2 separate regions of the Columba livia genome follow, and region 2 is linked to region 1. A link is a contact called in public Hi-C data. All regions are on one chromosome and are shown on one strand. Each heading gives the region's core, a stretch centred on a gene start, on an enhancer-like site or on the middle of the called end of the contact. The rest is flanking DNA. Distances are from core to core; before and after follow the strand shown. Region 1 overlaps ZNF475 (zinc finger protein 475). Region 2 holds the start of SRFBP1 (serum response factor binding protein 1).

What was found. A called contact is a pair of places that touch in the nucleus more often than the background predicts.
Region 2: a contact with region 1 is called in a Hi-C map of liver, with 2.2 times the contacts expected there. The contact joins the promoter of SRFBP1 here to the enhancer-like site in region 1. A contact is called at or near these places in 2 of 2 Hi-C or Micro-C datasets (crop and liver).

Annotation. Positions count from the first base shown.
Region 1 is chrZ:32,797,635-32,800,950 of bColLiv1.pat.W.v2, forward strand. ZNF475 (zinc finger protein 475) reads right to left here. Exons shown (of 9, transcript XM_065045327.1): 7 at 3,138-3,316. Among named protein-coding and RNA genes, the nearest start is that of ZNF475, 43 kb to the right of the region's middle. Within about 2 kb of position 1,512, at least 2 of the 3 cell types and tissues checked have an H3K27ac peak away from gene starts, as active enhancers do.
Region 2 is chrZ:32,941,007-32,944,322 of bColLiv1.pat.W.v2, forward strand. It overlaps SRFBP1 (serum response factor binding protein 1), which reads right to left and starts at 1,750. Exons shown (of 7, transcript XM_021292582.2): 1 at 1,532-1,750. The coding sequence starts at 1,561.

The DNA.
Region 1 (3,316 bases), core at 262-2,761:
TTCACTGTCTATTCTCATCTAACTTTCTACATTTGCAAATATATTTGTCAGTATTCTCCTAAACAGATATTCAAAACTGCTGCACCTTCATCAGAATTACACAGCATGTAAAAGAGTTTTCATTTTACCAGGTGACTAGATTAATTTATGGTAGAGCAAGATACAATATCAAAATTTTTTTGTTACACAAGTTTTCAAGACTTATGCCATGTTAGAATGTGCTACAGTACAGTAACGGAAGATCACTGAAATCTTGGTTTTAGGTAGTTAACATGATAAGAAGAAAACAGCAGATGGCAGCAGCAGATGCTAGTGACACATCTGATAGGCTTTTAGGATCAGCGTTATCTGTTGTCAAAAAAACGGTAACATATACCCGGAGTAAGTCGTTAATACTCACATCTAGCAGACATTTTGGACAATGAAAGAACAAAAACCATACTCTGCTCTAGTGTAAGTCTGAGTTTCAGTAGCTCCAGACATCCCTTCCATTGTCTGGGGTATCACAGCAGAATCTAAAACAGAAGTTCTGAGCTTATGTGATCCTTGAGAGTCTCTTAAGCATAGGCTGGTTTTTGTTTTACACAGCCAGACATGATTAACTCAGATGTGTTCACGCAACCTGAGAGCAAGGACAGCTAGTGGAAGAGTTGGCTTAGAGGGGCTCTAAAGGCACTTAACACTGAATGGAGTGTTTGTTAGTAATGATACTCGACCCTGCGCTTGCTAAGGGAGAGAGAAGTCCAGGACAGAGCTACATAGGCAAAAGTGCTTGCAGTTGTAAAGTTAAAATACCGTTCACATGGTGTACCATCAAATTGGTCAGGTCTCCATTTTTAGAATGAGGAAAATACAGCTTTTTAATTTAGGACTTCTTTCATTGCATAAAGTAATTTGACAATAACATTACAGTTCTTAAATATGCTTATAGAAGGGCTGGACTTTTTTTCAGTTGTTCCTTTCCTCTGATGTTTTGCTGAATCAGGACTTTAAACAGGTATTTAAATAATTAATTGTAACAGAGATAAGGGGTGCTAATTGAGACAGGGACTGCCTCAAATGCTTTCTTGCCAGGAACAAAGCAGATTGCCATTTCACTCCAATAGTGGTATACTTTTTTTTTTTTTTTTAGCAGAATTAATAAGCAGCTGAGTTACTGGTAAGGTGAGGAAAATTAAAACCATATGTTGGAAAAATATAAAGACTGTGAAGGAGACCCAGACCTTGTCCCTGTTCATAGCAAATCCGCAGTCCTTCCATGAGCTTAGTGCTTTGCAATATCCTTCAATGTGCAGACCTTTCAAAAATTTAAACCAGAGGTGGAGACCCTCAGACAGAGAATTTAAACCTATGGAAAAGAGGCTTCCTTCGACCATGTCTTTTAGAAGCATTCTGCCAGTCCTTCACGGCCCTGGGATCACAGGCAATTTCTTTCACTCTTTCCATTCCTATCTCTGCCTTTTTGGTGCACCTCTGTTCAAAAGGATGCCTCTAAAAATAATAAAATAAAGAACTTCAGAGAAGTAAAACCCATTATCCCTTCCTGAAAGTTGTCACTAATAATAAAGTCCTTCAGACTTAATTACAAACTGCAAGTTGTGCAGCCTCATTAGTTCTGCTGTATCTTATGAAAGCAAATGAGGAAACCTGTTGTTCACACAGAAAAACAGATTTGAACACAATTCATTCTGGCTCTGGCAGAGCTCACAGAAGTAAAAAGTGGTAATAATGTTGTTAAACAAGTCAGCAGATGTGACTGAATCCACACAGGGATCAGATATGTTGTGCAAGAGGGAAACATTTTTAGAGTCAGTCTCCATGCCAAACTCCAAACTGCACTTTAAACTTGGTTTTTTTTTTTTATGACGTTGTAACTAGGAACATTTACCCCCAGCCTTTTTTTTTTTTTTTTTGAACATACAGAATTATGTGTGGTGGACAAAAATCTCTGCTTCACACCCATGACTTTCATTGAACAAACACCTTTTGAGCAACACCTTTTCTTTGGTAAATAGTACAATGTAGTGTACAACAAGAACATCTCCTTTCCCACAACAATAGGTGCACCTATGCAGCACTTTGAACTGTTTCTGGGTTATTTGAAATTTGCTGATAAAAGACCTGAGGAGTGGACCTAATTTGCCAGTATCTATCAATTAGTAGCCTCAAATAATATAATATAAAGAGGCCTCACATTGTCTTGTCATGTTTGTTAGCATAATGCTATTAACTCCATTTATTCAGCAGCTGAAAAACTGAAATACAGCATGCTTTGACTTTCAAAACATTTTAGAAATGCTCTGCATAGCATTGCATTCCTTTGGTGACTGAGGAAGTTAAATTCCATTTTTAAAAGTAGGCTAGGCTATCAGGAGTCCAGCCACCACTGGTGAAAAGAAAAAAAAAAAAGGAAAAAAAAAGAAAAAACCAAACAAACACCCTTGCCTTTTATTTCAGACTCTGGGGCTAAATTTAGACATCTATCTTTTTACAAACTTCTGGCCAAAAGACAGCTTGTGCAAAAACAAATGCAGAAAAACACATGCCATTTTCCAAAACTTTGTGTAGCTATTGGATAATGTGAATCAGCTTCTTTATTCTGGGATCTTGAATCAAATTCAGTGGAAATAAATGTGCAGTCTTGTTTACTTTGTTGTTGTTATACTCTGAGTTGCTGCCTTTGAATATGTAGTCCTCAGTAAACTTGTGTTCCATGCCAGAGTTAAGAATAACGATAAAAAGTGAAAATCATTGGAAACACTGTATTTCAAGTTAACTAAACAAAAATACCTAAGATACCTACATGCTAAGATACATAACATCCGAAGTTTGCCTAAGCTGCTTGATAGAATCTCCTAGGGAACTATAGCACACAATGGTCCCTTTTGGGGACAGAACTCTCATGGGACCACAGAGTATGAAAACCCAACCACTTCCTTTCAACAGGAAAATCAAAAGATACAGGAATAAGAAGTTTCCCTGACTCACACTGTATTGTCCTTTGCCTACAATTCAGAAAAAAAACTTTCACATGGAGGAAAGCAATTTTAAATTTGATGGGAACCCAGCCTCTTCTGGAGTGCCTAGAATTGAAATGCATCCACACCCTTTTGTACAGCACATGGTTACCACTTTACCTTGTCTAACACGGCTCGTGTAGCTTGGCTCTTTTCCTGACGAGTCTTGGATGGATTGTCACTTGCTGAGCCTGACCCAGAGCTTGGGCCTTTACCAGGTTTATGTGGGTTAAATCTTGACAGCCCCACATTACTGCTACCACCTTTGCAGCTCCTTTGGTGCACAATGAGACGGTCAG
Region 2 (3,316 bases), core at 500-2,999, 140 kb after region 1:
CATTTAAGAACTTACTTTCAGTTTCCTCTTAGGATAGGGTGACTTTGAACTATAAGAAGGAACAAGATGCCTAGTGTGCCTAGTGTCCATACTGTAACTTTTAAACTTTTGTACAGAAACTCACTGTATTCTATTTTTTTTTCTCAAGAACAGTTTGGTCATTACTCAGTCAAACAATGCTTTTTTCATCTCTTGTTACACAAGTGTATCTTAGCTGAAAGACTATGAATCACCACCTGAACTTGATCAGTCAAAGAAATTGCTGCTTCAGAAATGCAGGAAATACTCCCCTGCTTCTTCAGTGGTTCACTGGCATATTTCAATGTGCAATCGCTCACATTTGACCTTACATTTGTTAAGAGTAAGGACTGAAAACCTGTAATAAACTACCCATTAAATATCTATATTTTATGTAATAGCAAATCACATTTCTTCTGATGAACAGACTACTTCTCACTAAATTCTTCACTTGAAAATCTACCTCTCTCAGAGTCATTGTATGCATAGAACATAAAACTTACTTTAAATACAAACGTAATCTGAGAATGTTTGTACAATCTGTCATTTTGGTTCTGTTAGTGACAAATTGTAACTTGAATTATACTGTGAATTATCTAGGAATCCAGGAAGTGCACAATGCCATCTGCAGAAGCTGATACAACCCACGCTCAGCAGAACTGTCAGATACTCTTCAGGTGCTGCAGTAGCAGTTTAAAGAAGACAGTTTAGTTCTGTCAGACTTATTATAAACAATAATTTGCAAACATGTAGTCAAAGCCCATCACAAGTGAAACACATTTAACTAATTAAATTCACTTTATAGAGTAGCAAAAAAATGAAAGAAATATGAAACACCAACCTTCTTACAAAAGAGTAAAAAATTAAATCTAACCCATTAATTTGTCGTTCTCAGTCCCTCCACACCCAAGAAAATAAAGCAACATCATATCTTTGCTATCCAGGAGACAGGCAGCTGGGACTTTGGTAGGTTCACTAGAATCACCTGCAAAACTTCAGTGTGAACACAAACACGGTAAGAGATAACACGATATAATAACGATATGACACGCAGTGACAGGATGTAGAACCGAGGCACACGTGTAGACAATTGCACAGCACCCCCTTAGACGTGGTTTATTTTCGCAAGGCGGATTTTCCTTCACCACACAGCCCTTTTGCTGGGGGCCAGAGCGGTGAGCGGCGTTTCCCTTGGGGGGACGGCGGCAGCTGCCTCAGGCCACATGGCGACAGCCCGGCCAGGGCCGCGCCAGGGCCGTTCCCACCACTCCAGGTAGCCACGCGGCTCTGGGGAGGATGGAGTCCATCCCGGCTCGCTCGCAGGGTGACACGCTGCCGCCCAGCTCTGCCACTTCCCCAGCTCCGCCACTTCCTCGGCTCCCGGTGAGCAGAACCCTCCCATGGCCGCTGCCTCCACCTGTCCCGCCAGGCTCTCCGCGCCAAGGCCTCCCGCCCTGCCCCCGCCGGCCTGCTCCGACCGCCGCCGCACGGAACGCGGGAGAGGACGGCTCACCTCGTTGTTGAGGTTCAGCACGGGAGCCATGGTGCCGGCCCCTGCCCGTACAGCTCCGCCGTCCCTCCGAGCGCTCCCCACGCCGCAGCACGAAGCGAAACCGGACGCATGCGCCTCGCGCGCGGCGGCAGGCCCGCTCCAGGCTGGCGCTCTATGGCTAGAGCCTCTCTAGGCTAACTCTTGCGGGCCGCGGTCCTCCGACTCCGCCCTGGCCGCGCCGGCTTCCGGCGGCTCCCACCGTGCCCTGGGGAGGCGGGGCGGGGCATTATGAAGTGCGGGGACCTTGCACCGCGCAGGCCACCCAGCCCGCAGTCGCGTTTCTTTAGAAATGGGGGTGAAGAGAGTCTCCTTCTGACTCCGGCGGGTGATAAGCGACGTGGGCAGGAAGAGGATCTCCCGGCTGACCTGCCCGAGCCGCTCGGCTGGCTCGTGGTGACCCTGGCACTGCGGCCTTGTGCTTGTGTTGCTGCATCCCGTCATCGGCCGGCCAGAGCGAAGACCTGAGAAGATGTCTGAATCCTCAAACTATAAGACATCTGCCCCACCTAGTGACGCGCGGAAACAACTTTACAACCTATAAAGTCATAAAACTTTACAACCCACAAGGTTATAAAGCAGATATGTTTATTTTGACGTCGGGCACAAGGGGGAATCATTCCACCATTAATGCGCAACTTCTAACAATAAGAGGTGTGTTTAAATACAGTAAGGTGTTACATAGTCATAACGACCCCAGGAACGCCTGTAGATATTTATAACCTCTCCCCGCTTCTTACTGAGCCCTAGTTAATCATTTCCGTAGTCTCCTCCTTGACCCCTCCCTGTTACGCCTGCGCAGTGCCGTCTGGCGGTCTTCAGGTGGGGTCTTCGGGGATCTTTGGGTGAAGGCTCCGTCAGCTTCGCCACAGTGAACTTCTTACTTTTGGCTCATTATGTTGAATTGACTGGAACACAAGCTGCCACGTCGGTTGAAACCAGTCTGGTTCCCTCCATTTTGCTGTAAATCTTCATTATCTCGCCTCCTCAAGTCTGCAGCTAGGCGCTGAAAAACTTCTTATCTTAGCATTCGATGGGGTTCTGTCTTTTCTTAAAATTGTTTACATAAAGCTCTAAACTAGGCATCCTTAAAGTGTTAGTTCCCTCTATCACTAGTAGTTTATAATCTTAGAAATGATCTGGGATTCTTGCTTTTCTCCTCTTGTTGCTGCCAGCCCGAAAAACATTACATGAGTAAACAGTGCACAATTCTGCATTTATAGGTTTTGTCTTATCCTCACTCCTTGTTTTTCCCTATGATGCAAAACCAGCCACGATTTTCAAACTGCTTTGAAATTTTCAGACTGATTTTTTCCACTTGTGGAGGACGCAGAGTATAGTTTGTGCTGAAATAAGGTCATCTGAAGCTCCAGCTGCATAAAATTTTGTATGCACAGTTCATTTTCAATATTTGTGGTGAAGTGGGGCTGAGCATGTGTTTTTGACTTTGTGAGATCTCAGTCTGAAATTTTGGCAACGTTTCATGAGACTTTTTCCTCATTATTTCCAGTTTATTGTTTTAGAATGAATTGTTGATTTAAATTGTTACAAATATTTTTCTATTTTATTGAAACAGGACTTTCACAAAACTTGTGTCTGAATGTAAGGAAGTCTTAGCATGTTTAGAAAATGAATCAGTTGTTTCACATCACTGTTTATCTGTTTCAGCATTCAAAAGAACTGAGATAATATTTGAAAATATTTGGAGAACTTGTTTTAAATATAAAACCTTTTTGTTTATACGAGTTG